Linked DNA regions of Ovis aries: region 2 is linked to region 1. The links are chromatin contacts, called in public Hi-C maps. All regions are on one chromosome and are shown on one strand. Each heading gives the region's core, a stretch centred on a gene start, on an enhancer-like site or on the middle of the called end of the contact. The rest is flanking DNA. Distances are from core to core; before and after follow the strand shown.

Region 1 (6,248 bases), core at 1,030-3,529:
CAGCCTCTCCCCTACTCTCCCCTTTTCCGCCCTGTCCAGGGCAGAGGTCCCAGTCCTAGCTGATGTCTGGATTGTGAGTCACAATACAGGGCTGAGTAGCTGGAGAGCCCTACAGGGCTCAAGGCTGGGCTTCAGGAGACCTGGGACCTTCTCCTCGCCTCCGTCAACTCCTCTCTGGAGAATACAAAGTCACTATCCTCCTCCTATTGGTTTCAGTGGGGGCCACTAGCTATGGTGCACTCTGAGCCCTAGAGATCTGGGTTCAAATATTAGCTCCAACACTTGCCAGAACCTCCGTATTGAGCCTCAGCTTCTGCATTTATGAGAGGGGTACTAATCGTCACCTTGGAGAATACAGATCTGATGGGACTGTATTCTTCCCATTTTATAGATGAAGAAACTAAGGTTCAGGGAATTTAAGCAACTTGCTCAAAATTACACAGCTAAAAATAAAATTGGGCACAATCAACACTGGAACCCAAGTCTGTGTGACTTCAAATTGCTTTCTATATCCACTCTAGCTGGGAGCCAGAAGATTTCTAGCTGAAAGACTGCTTGTGCAAATATTAGGAGGCAGCTGAAGTGAGCAAAGGGCTAGACCCAGAGGACGATGCATCCCAATTGAATGGAAGTCACCTGGAATGGCTCTGACTGTGATGGCCAGAGTGCCTTGGAATGGGAGAGCTCAGGACACACTTTTGACCCCCTGCTAGAAGCCTCTGAGGTGGAGCAGTAATGTCTCCCACGGCCCCTTCCCACACCCCCCACCTAAAACCCCACTACCTTCCCATGGCATTTGGAATGGGATTGACCTCAATGCTCTGGAAGAAGAGATGGGGGTGTCCCAGCACGTGTTCACAAGGACATTCCTCTGCCTGTAAGTAGGAGTATATGTATACTGGTGTTGCCCGCTTGGCAGCTGTGTGTGTCCTCACTGTGTGCATGGAAACGTGTGCTTGTGCATAAACTGGATGCGGACAGTCTGCATGTTCAGCCTCATCTTGAAGACGTGTATGGCCATTTAACTTACATGTGCTGCTGAGTGTGTGGGGGCATGTGGTTTGTCCAACTATCTCCTGAGGGTGTTTGTGACCATTTGGAGGTTAAGTCTAGCCCTGTGTGCAAGGGAGACTGCCTGCTTACATGCAGAGATACTTTCATGGCTGAGAACATGTGGGGGGTTCTGTGGGCTCAGATGAATGTGTTGTATATGCAGGGACCTGTAGCCAGGTTAGGACAGCCTATGGGAGCCACTTCACAGGTGGCTGCAAAGAACAGGGGAAAGAGTAACCAGGTGTTTTGGGGACCTGAAAGAAGTCTTTTTTCACCAAATCTGTTTCTCCTGCTAATGAACTAGGTTATCCTTGGACTTGAGGCTCCTGGGGTGGAAGGGATGGGGGGAGACAGAAGTCAAGAAATCCAAAGCACCTGACCCAGCAGTTAGAAATGGGAGTGGAGTAGTATCAGCCAGGAAGGGCCAAGGTGGGGGTGGAAGGTGTGGGTACTCAACCAGTCCCAGGGAAGTTGCCCCTGAAACATAGCCCCAGCCCCAGGCTAGGTCTATAGTGCACAAGAAGCACCATAGTCTGCTTTAGCTTCTGAAACCCAGTCCTTGGCTGGTGGTCTCCCCGGGACCAGGCAGACTCCCCAACACTCATCCCATAGATGGGACATCTGCCTTCTTGTTGCCTAAGGTTTACAGCCGCCTCGCATGCAGCACACAGTCCTCGCACCTCTTTTCTTTGCTGAGAGTTTCCAGAACTGGAGCAGAGGAGGTCTGGAGAGGTGAGCTGGAGAAGCTGGTCCTGGGCTGCCACGGCAGCTCTCTTGACCCACGACGCTTATAGTAATGGAGCTTCAACATCAACTCCTACTGACACCCGGGCTCCGCACTCAGACCTAAGTCTGACTTCCCTCTGAACCGTGGCTTCCTCTTCTGCCCAACCAGACAGGGTGGAGGATCCAAACGGGGCTTGCTGTCAGGTTTAGAAATCAGCCATACCTGGGCCCCAAGCGCCCCGGGCACGCAGTAGGCTCACAGCCCGCACGCTCAGTACACACCACCAGTTAGAGTTATAATTAGTAAGTCTCTTTGTAGCTCACAGGGTGCGACGTCCTCTCGTGCCGCTGGCGCCGCGGGTCCGTGGCATCCGCGGGGACCCCGCCCCCGCCCCCCGCGCTCGCGGCCCGAGCCACCCGATGGGGTTTCTGCGCGCTGACGTGGGCGGATCAAAGCAGCTGCCGGCTCCTTATAAAGCAGTTCGGGCTGCCCGCGCCTGGAGACCGTGCCGGGTGAGGAGCAGAACTCGGTCGAGTCAGCGAGCGCAGGCCTGGGGAGCCGAGCGCCCTCCAGTCCCCGAGGGACCCCAGCCGGCCGCGGCTCGCCAGGATCCCGGGCGTCCTTTCCAGGCAGCTCGCGAAGAGGACGCCCCCGCCGCCTGCCCAGCCGGGAGAGCGCTCGGGTCCTCCAGGGGCCGCGCTCGCCGCTCCCCGGCCCGCCCGGCCAGGCGAGCGCCCCAGGAGGTGAGCCGTGGCCGCAGGCAGAGGGTGGGCTCTCAGCGGGGACCTGCCAGACCGGGGGCGGGTGTGGGGGACCCCGTTGGGCATCCGCTCCCGGGCAAGCAAAGCCAGTCCTCCTCCGTAAGTCTGTTCCGTGGCTCTCCCAGGCAGTCCCTTCGCTGAGAGCAACCGCTGGGGCCTCGGGGCGCGGGCTCTAAGCGGATGAGAGGTAGAGGTAGGCTGTACAGACCCCGCGGCCTGCCTCGAGCCTTCCAGTCCCGCTTCTCCCCCCCGCCCCATTCGACCCTCTCCCTCCGAGTCAGCCCACGGATGAGGTCATGCCCGAGCCATCCCGGGGGTGGGGGACTTGGATCCAGCGGCAGAGGGTGTGTGTGGTGGGGCGGGAGAAGGTGGCAAAAGGCAGAGAACGACTGCAGCTCCTACTAAATTGGGGGCGGGGGCGGACGGCTCGCTTTGAGACCTGCTTCCAGAAGCGGCAGGGTGGGGGTGGGGGGAAGGGGGAGAATCGAGAGTTTGTTTACAGACCTGAGCTCCAGGCTAGGGGAGATAGGGAGGAAGAAAGTCCAGTCCCGGCCCCGAGGCACCTCTGGAACAGCCGGGAACATCTGGCTGAGCTCGCGCACGGGCCCCACACCTCCCACCTCCCCGAGCTTAGGTACCTCCAAGACCCTCACGGTCCTTAGGCGCTCGAGGTCTGGCTTAGAGGGGGTAGTGGGAGGAACCCCGAGTTCCCCCACCCCACCCTTCCCAATTCCAAACTAACCCGTTTCGCGGGTCACCCGGCGCATCGTCCGCAGCCCAGCAGGCACATCTAGCAAGACTCGCGGCCAGAGTCAAAGCCGTGTTGAGGGCCTCGCCTTGCTTGGCGTTGCAGGTAACCTTGAAGCAGTCGCTCGGCGTCACCGGCTCTCTGGGTCGGCTCTGTAAGCTGCGCACCCCCTGGCTTCGGGCCGGGCCCGAGGCGACCTTCGCGGCGTGGACACAGCGCGAGCGCCGGGTGCGGGTTCCCGGGCCGGCGCGGGTGTTTGGTGTGCGCCCGTCGACTCTGGCTCAGAGGGGCAGCCTCTCAGGCAGAGGGGTTTCCAGGGCCTTACAGAGCCCAAGCCTTATAACCACCTGTTGGAGCGGGCCTGCGGCTACGCTTGCGGTGCCCGCGGTGTGCACAGCCAGGGAGGTTTCAGCTCTCGCCCACTGCAAGCCGGGAAGCTTGAGCCTTCTCCCCAGCGGGAGGAGGAAGGGACCGCTTATCTCTCCAGAGACACTGTGCTTTGATGCGGGTCCACTACACGCCTGATCCCAAGGGAGGTTCCGAGCCGGGCCTGAAGCAAGAGGTCGGGCAGTCCGGGGCGGACCGCGGCAAAGTGGAGGGTCTTATAGAACGACCAGATCTGAGAGGGCACTTAGTTTCCTCTTCACCCTATGCCCGGAGCGGGATACCGGGGCCCAGGAAGAGAAGGGGACTTGCCCAAGGTCCCAGGGCACGGGAGGCTGCTGCCTAGCCCACCTCGAACCCGGGTTTAGCGCCCCCTGGCGGGCCGGGGGCTCCGGGAGGAGCGTGCTCCCTGACCCTCCAGGCGCAGGCTGAGGGTGACCCAGCGGCCCTCGCGGCTGTCCTAGACACTCTGACAGTGGACAGGAATAATCTGCCAGGACCCAGAGGCCCAGACCGGGAGCCGCCTCCCCCAGCGACGTGCCAGGGCAGCGAAGGGAGAAGCCCAGGACCACCGGGGCCGCTCCGAAACAGCCAGGGATATAGCTTGGAGGCCTGGGTCCCGGTGCGCACCCGCGCGGCCCCCTTCTCTCTCTGCGCGCGTTGGGCTGGACACGGATCCCCTGCGGTGAGTCCGCGCTCTCCTCTCTCCGCGTGCAGCCCTTCCTTCTCCCTACCCTGGAATGCTGGGCGCCTTAGGGGGGAGCCCACACTTTGGAAGGGGGTGGGGGCGAGGAGGGACAGTGACCAGAGTTTTCGATCTCCCCCCCTCCTCCGCTCCCGGCGTATCCAGTCGATATTTTTCTCGTTCTCAGGACAGTGTGGGAAGAGGGGGCTCAGTTAGACTTAAGACGGCAGCTGAAACACCACTGCTGCTTCCCCGCCCCCAGTGCCTTAGAGCGAGCGCCGCTAGCTTGGGAGAACTCTGCGGAGGAGAAACAAAATGTAATTCAGAGGTTTCTCCCTGCCTTGCTCTGGGTCATGCCGCAAGGTCCCAGAAAACAGTGGGATTTAAAATATGTGTCTGTGCGTGTGTGTGCTCTTAAGGCGCACACGTGCACGCGCACACTACACAGATAGATGTAATACTGGGAACTTAGGGAGAGGGGGCTCAAAATACCTGCAGACTACTGGAGACTGGAAAGACCTCAGGAGATGCATGAAGTCCAGGCCCTTGTTTTTATAGACTGGGAAGCTGAGGCTGGGGTGGTGGAAGGTCCAAGGTCAGACAGTCAGATGAGAACACCACCTTTTGGGTCAAGCGCCCCCCACTAAGGCGCCTCCTTTTTCCAACTCCCCAAACCCTTTAGGAAGAAACCCCTTTGTCTGCTCCTCCCCAGGGAGGAGGGGCTGGGACTGTGTTTGTCTCCGGACTAACGCCAGGTGTTGGTAAATTTGGGAGAAGCTGGGAAGGGAGTTAATGAGGTGAGAATGAAGGAGCGGGGCGGGGGAAGAAGAAACAGAGAAAAGGCGGAGAAAGCGACTCTGCGGCCTGCGGGCGGAGTAAGGATACTCCGCGGCCCCAGGACGCCGCTTGGCGGCCAGAAGTGGCATCCCGCCGGCCCCGTGAGCTTCCCGGCTTAGCCAAGGCGAGGCCGCCCCACCTCCGATCCGGCCTGGGCACCATCCGACCCACCAAGAGGGCATCGCTGGAGGAACTAGGAATCTCAGGACCCTGAGTAGCCCTCACTGCACAAAGACTTTTGCCATCCCCTTTCTCATCCTACCCGTCACAGCCCGAGAAACTGATGCCCCAGAGCAAGCCCCCGTTTCCTTGTCTTCTCACGGTCCACGATCTCACCCGACACTGGGTAGACGTGAGCGTAGAAGACTGCCGCTCGTTGGCTGACCAATCCCATTTCACATCTCCAGGCCTCAGTTTTCTCATCTGTGAGATAGGGGCAGTGATAGTACCATCTCTCAGGGATGCTGGGAGGGAAAAAAAATATCGATCGCGTTATATTCTTTTTAAAAGGTGAACTGTGTCATAATCACAGTTTGAATAACAACTGTGGTCCCAGTTTACAGAGGGGGTAAACCGAGGCCCAGCGGGGAAGGAGAATGCCCAAGCCGGCAATAACTAACAATATTGCGAGGATGAGAACCCAGATCCTGGGCGCAGAATCTGCTCTTCCCATTGCCCGCCTTCAGCCTCTGCCCTCGACACCTTCCGTCGGCTGTGTGCCTGTCCCTCTGCTCAGCTTCTCTTAGCTTCGCTCTGTGTGGTTCTCCCTCCCTCTCGCTGTCTCTCCGCCTGGTCTGTCCTGTCTTTGATCCTGACGCCCCTTTCTCTTCTCGCCGCGGGCGGCTCTAGGTGGACACGCCCTCGGCCGCGCTCCCGCGGCACCTAATTTGAGCCAGACGCCGGCAGCGTCCGGGACTATGTTGGGCTGGAGGCGACGCCCGCCGCGCGCCCGGCCTCCCCGGGCCCCAACCCCTCCTTTGTAATTTGAATAAAACGCCCCCACCCCCCACGCCCGTGGCCCCCGCCCCACGCGCCGCCTTAACCCGCAGCCTC
Region 2 (6,248 bases), core at 1,735-4,234, 100 kb before region 1:
AGCTTTTGTGACTTCTTTGTTCTCAGGGTTCTGAAATTTTGCTGTCTTGGTGTCAATCTACTTTCATCAGTTGTGCTGAATCCTCAACTGGGCATTTGAATCTGAAATTGATGTATTTCAATTCTAGGATATTTTCTCTAATCCCTCTTTCTAGAATTCCTGTTATTCAGATGTTGAGTTCGCTTGACTAGTCCGCAAACTATCATATCTTTTCTGTTTTCCATCTCTTGGCCCTTTTGCTCTATTTTCTCAAATTTATATTCCAATCATTTTTTTAAAGTTTTTTTTTTTTTTGCTTTTGTAGTTTTAATTTCCAAGAGTTCTGTTTTTCTTTTCTTTTTTTTTTTTTCATAGCATCCTATTTTTGTTCATGGACGCAATATCTTGTCTCTTAAGACCATTAATGACAGTGTTCTCTCCTACGTCTCCTTTTTGCATACTCACTATCTTTTAAGTTCCTTTTTTTGTCCCAATATTTAACTTTACTCTTATTAGAGGCCTTCCTCAAATATTTACTCATCCTGTACTGTCTTCTTATAAATGAAGAATGGGACACTGAAAGACTTGATACATGATGGTCATGACTGGGGCTGTCTACATGGATCTATTGGGCCATTCTGTGTCTTATCTGTTGAGCTGGTCAAGAGAAAACTCTTCCAGTCTCCTGCCTGGAGGGTACTCTGCTGGCAGCCAGAGTCTGGGTAGCTGAGTGGGGAAAGAAGGCTAGAGGCCTCAATATTGCATACAAAGTGTTGGCTTTATTCCTGTTGTCAGTGTGCTCCCAGAAGAGAAATCCTCTGTTACCTCTCCTGCGAATAGACCTTCACTTTTCAACCAGCTGGGGAGAGAGTCTGGAGTCTGACTGCTTCTTAAATAGATTTTCAAACAATTTTCCTGTTTTTAAGCCTCCCCACCCACCCAATTTCCAGAAATACCTGGGACAGCCAATTCCTGGACCATTTGGAGGTTTCACGTGTAAACTGGGCTGCTCTTCAACTTTCTTTATTGCCTGTTTAGGAGTCAGTCAGTTACCATTCTTTGTTGGCTAAATCTGGTTTCCAATATTTTGATTAAATTCCTTTACTGTTGTTTTAGTTGGTTTCAGGAAAGACCACAGTGTGTGTTCAACTTGCTATCTTTATCCCATTTCAATTTTTAAATGAACAGCGACACATTTCAGAGCTGGAATTCTCTCCTTCCAATTTATAGAAGTAAATAGAGTGTAACTAGAATATGAAGAGGGCCTGTAGGGGCACTCCCCACCAGTTCTTTACCTGTTACAGTCTCTCCTAGCTTTAAAAGCGCAGGTCAAAAGCCACCCCTTGTGATGCCTTCCTCAGTCTCCCAAGCTTATATCTTATTTTACCCAAGTTGGACTTACTGAGTGATAGACATTACAGAAACTTACAGACATCATTCCACTTAATCTTTCATAGGTTATAGCTACAGAGACTCAGAGAGGTGGATCCACAGACCAAGATCCCACAACTAATGAGTGACAGGACTGAACTCCTGTCTCTACTATCCAGCCTCTCTGACATTATCCTTAACTCAGAGGCTCCTCAAAGCATCTCACATTCTGGTGAAAAAATGGCACATGTACTGCAGAGTCAGCCAGCCCCAGGCAGAGAAGGAGCATCGAATAGCCGTGAAGAAGTCAAGTGCTGTGCAGTCCAGGGGAAGGAGGGCTTCATCCCATGTGACTGAATCCCTGTGGGCTTTACAGAGGAGGTGGCATCTGACCTCATCACCACCACCACTTCAGCCTGGCTTCTCTCCTTGCCTAGAGGACTGGCAGTGACAGCAAATAATGATGATGGTGGTGGGTCAGTGTGCAAAGCATTTTTACAGAGATCTCTTTGATATCATAGAACTTAGTGGGCGGAAGGTTATTTCCATTTTAGGCAAGAAAAAAATGAAGGCACAGAGAAGTTTATCACTAGCTCCTGGTAACCCAGAAGAAAATGTTGGTTTCAGACTTCAAATCCATCCCTTCTAATTCCAGGTTCCCTGCATCTCCTACCCTCTTCACTCTAGCTTTATCCTGGCCATCAGTTGAGGGGAGCCTTCCCATTCCAAAATATCTCTTCACCAATGTTTCACAATGCGTGGTGTATGGCCCGCTTGCTTATTTTATTATTACTTTTTTTTTTTAGAGGGGGTTTCAACTTCTCAGATTCAGCTTTTGTGAAATATTTCCATACAATAAAATTCACAAGCTTTAAATGTACAGTTCAATGGGCTTTGACAAATGTGTACAGTTGCATTAAATCCAATAGAACTCTTTTCATATTTGACTCTTGCTTATTTAAAAAATCTGGTTATTGGCTCCCACCCTAGACCTACCTAATCAATGGGAGGAGGGACCCTAGAATCCGCATTTTAACAACTGTCCCCTTGATTCTTGTGCTCACCAAAGAATGAACCGCCCTAGGCCTGCACTGATGCCAAACGGCGCAGTGGGCAGAGCGGGGACCCTGGAGTCAGCACCGCCCTTCTTGGCTTTGTTTTGGGACCGCCTCATTTTCCTGCCTGCGAAGTGGGAGAGTCACGCGAGGATCCGAAGGCCGAAGTGCCGCGGGCACTTTCCACACCTGCCTGCCTCCCCAGGACCCTTGCCGCAGTCACCCGCCGCCGCCCGGAGATGGGAGGAAACAGCTGGGGGCTCTTTGGTTCCAGGCTGCGGTCGCCTCCCTAATAGGCCGCGGACGCGCCCTGAGGTTGGGGGCTCAGGATCCCCTTTCCGCACGCGCCGGCCCCGCGCCGGGGACCGCAGGGGACCCGAGTGCACGGCGCTCCCCGCCTGCCGGGCAGCCGAGGCCCCCCGCCTCCCTCCGACCAGCCTCCAGCAGCCCATAAATATTCCCTGGGTCAGAGCGGGCGGAAACGGACTTTCCAGCGCGCCTTCCGGACCTGGACCATCTCCTCCGCGCGCGAACTGTGGAGGAGAAGCCTGGACTCGAGTCAGCGCGTTTCCGCCTGGCAAGCCTGAGGACGCATGCGCAGTCCCGGATAGGGTAAATGCTACGGCGCCCGAGCTCCAGCCCCGCGCTGCCCAAGTGCCGGGCCCTGGCAGCGGAGGCAAACAGACCCATGAGGGAAATCTGCAGGAGGGTTCTGCACTCGACCCAAGGGTCAGGGAAGGCTTCCTGGGATATTTAAGCTAAGCTCTGAAAGATGAACGCATCTGGATCGAAGGAACAGAATATGAAAAGGCCAAGAGGGTGGCAGTTGGGGAAATTACAGGTATTTTGTGTTAATGAAGTATTGAGTTCAAGGTGAAGTGTCACAGGATGGCTCTGGAGAAAGTGGCAAAGTGTGAAATTGTTAGCTGCTCGGTCGTTTCCAACTCATTGCGACCCCATGAATGTAGCCTCTGTCCGTGGAAGTAATTCTCCAGGCAAGAATACTGGAGTGGTAGCCATTCCCTTCTCCAGGGGATCTTCCGAACCCGGGGATGGAGCCCAGGTCTCTCACGTTGCAGGCAGATTCTTTACCATCTGAGCCATCCCCTGTGGGGCAGGCATTGTAGCCTTGTAAGCAGGATATGTGTTTTGACCAGTTTATTTGCTTTTAGGAAAGAGCACTCTGGCATGGTGTGGGAGGTGGAATAGAGGGGTGGCAGGATATGAGTGAGGAGACTGTAGACAGAGGTCATGGTGCCTGGGCCAAGGTGGCTACAGTGGGAATGCAGGAAAGGAGGTGGCCTGGAAAACTTGTGAGGGCTATGGATAGGACTCAGTGCTAGACAGGATGACGGATGTGTGGCCCGCCCTTTCCCAAGCAGGAAGCAAGGGGGAAGATGATGCGTTCCTCCCATGATGTGCGCCTCCTTTCCTAGCCATCCAGCTTAGATCTAAGGCCTTAGATCTAAGTGTGTGCCTCACCCCACCACTTCCAGGAAGCCTTCCCTGCTCCTTTATGGATTTCAGAACATCAGAACTTGTGTTTGGTTATTTGCTGTCTTGCATTGTTGTAGAATTAATTTTGCAGCAGCCTTCAAGGGAGCCCAGCTTGGTGGTTAAGATCACAGAATCCTAGCAGGCCTGCTCTGTGACCTGGAAAAGTCATTCATTCTCTCCAGCCTTGCTTTCCTCATCCATAAATGGGGATAATAATCCTCCTTTGAAGGGTTCTGTATGCCAGGCATGAGGGGTGTGCTCAATGAGTGAGCTTTCTTCCCCCCAACTAAAGTTGGTCAGCCGTGAGCCAACCAAAGGTCACTAAGAGTGTCTCCTAAAACTTCTTTTCTGGAACTTTCAGAAGGAAGTCACAGAGAGGGTTAGCAGAATGATTTTAAGGCTGGGATTGGAAGGCACAAGGCTCTGCTTTGGACCTCCCAAAAGGCAGATCAGGGCCCTTTTGCCCACCTTGGACTGCAGGGGTGGGTAACAGAGCTCCTGGAGTCCCCACTGTTGACCCTTCAGTCATCCAGTTTCCAGTGGAGTTCCATAGCTCCCAGAAAGCCCTGAGCACTGCAGGCTTAGCCGTACTCTTTCCCAGGCTGCCATGAGCTCCTCCTCCAGCTTGCGAATCTGGTTTCCGCCTATAGCCATCCTCATGGGGAAGCAAAAGTACCCCCTCCTTCAGACCTCTAGAGGCCAGACCTGGGCCTAGTCCCCCAGGAGGGCTTGGAGTCTCATGGGATTAGGCCAGGGGTTCCTTGGGAGGCAGAGGCATCTGGAGCACAAGCCCCGAGCTGCAGTTCCAAGAGGACTAACTGGCAAGGGCCTGGCTTGGAATGGCTGCAGCAGGTATCAGGGCATGGGACATGGGCATCTTGGGAACAGCAGGATGAGACATATGTTAGCAGAGCCATGGGAGAGCCCAGCCAAAGGAACCATTACTGTGGTGTTATCACACCCTTCTCTTCTCTTTGCTCCCATGAAAATTAAGCGAGCCACCCATGGTCATGCAGCAGGCTACTGGTGGGAGCAAAATGGTAAAGGCTTCTTTGTTCAAGACGTGTAAATTGAGTTACTGAAATGGGGTAAGGCATGGGAAAGATTCTAATCCAATGACACTGAGTAGATGATTAATAAATGCTGCTTAATTGAACACCAGACCTTTTGTGGGGAAGCAATGGTTCACACCCACACTCTCTTTCCTCAAGGAGCTCAGAGCCTGAGAAGAGCAAGAGATGAACACAGAAACATTCCTGGTTTATGCAGAAATAAAGGGCAGCCCAGGGACTGGCAGGAGTACCCAGAAGAAGATTGGCTTGAATCCCTGCAGTGGGGCAGGATTGGGGCTCAGTGTTGAACTTCGGATATAAGGCGTGTTAAGGAAGGCTTCACCAAAGAGGTGGTATTTGCATTGGACTTTGATGTCTGTGTGGGCTTCACTGATAGCTCAGTTGATAAAGAATCTGCCTTGCAATGCAAGAGACCCTGGTTTGATCCCTGGTTGGGAAGATCCCCTGGAGAAGGGCTAGGCTACCCACTCCAGTATTCTTGGGCTTCCCTTGTGGCTCAGTGGGTAAAGAATCTATCTGCAAAGCGGGAGACCTGGGTTTGATCCCTGGGTTGGGAAGATCCCCTGGAGAAGGAAAAGGCTACCTACTCCAGTATTCTGGCCTGGAGAATTCCATGTACAGTCCATGGAGTTGAAAAGAGTTGGACACGACTGAGCGGCTTTCACCTGATGGCCATGCAGAAGTTTTCTAAGCCAAGAAGGCAGAGAAGGATATTTTCTACAAAGGCAAAGTCATGGGGGTTGGGAAAATGTGGAGGGTTTAGGGGGCTGTTGCATGCTTTGCTGTTTAGGAATTGAGGCTGGGGGCTCTGGAATGGTGTAGGGCCTTGACTGTTAAGCTGAGTGTGCTTGGAACCCCAGGGCAATGGGGAGCCATGAAATATTTCTGAGCAAGAGAATGATGTGGTCAGAATCCACTAGAGAAGGAAATGTATTTGGTAAGCCACCTGGAGAGACCCAGGGGAGAGGGAACCAGGGAAGAGGGCCCAGTAGGAACCCTTGCGTAGGCTTCAGTCCCTGGGGACTTGTTAAGGTTGGAGCCAGGCTCCTGGGAATGGTGACCTCTTCCCAGCTCGACAGTAGGTGGCGCTGCCTCCCTGTGCATCCAGCCCCGTGGGCAGCACTACCTGCCCCTCACCTGGGCAGGGAGACCCCCAGTCCTGCTTGGGCCCTATCTCTGTTGATGAGGTGCGGAGAAAGGTTGGGTTGGGGTGTATGTGTGTGGGGCAGGGATAGGTGGGCTTTACTCCCCAGGGTGGGTGGGCTTTACTCCC

Evidence for each region. A called contact is a pair of places that touch in the nucleus more often than the background predicts.
Region 2: a Hi-C map of tail adipose tissue shows a contact between it and region 1, with 5 times the contacts expected there. The contact joins the enhancer-like site here to the promoter of WNT11 in region 1. A contact is called at or near these places in 10 of 16 Hi-C or Micro-C datasets (blood, hypothalamus, liver and 4 more).

The regions. Positions count from the first base shown.
Region 1 is chr15:54,399,141-54,405,388 of ARS-UI_Ramb_v3.0, reverse strand. It overlaps WNT11 (Wnt family member 11), which reads left to right and starts at 2,279. Exons shown (of 6, transcript XM_060399452.1): 1 at 2,279-2,523. It overlaps LOC121816704 (a long non-coding RNA gene), which reads right to left and starts at 5,032. Exons shown (of 4, transcript XR_006056384.2): 1 at 3,284-5,032; 2 at 3,046-3,106; 3 at 1-2,713.
Region 2 is chr15:54,503,222-54,509,469 of ARS-UI_Ramb_v3.0, reverse strand. No RefSeq gene overlaps it. Among named protein-coding and RNA genes, the nearest start is that of THAP12, 57 kb to the left of the region's middle. Within about 2 kb of position 2,984, at least 23 of the 54 cell types and tissues checked have an H3K27ac peak or open chromatin away from gene starts, as enhancers often do. A contact at or near this core is called in hypothalamus, liver and tail adipose tissue, where this site is marked.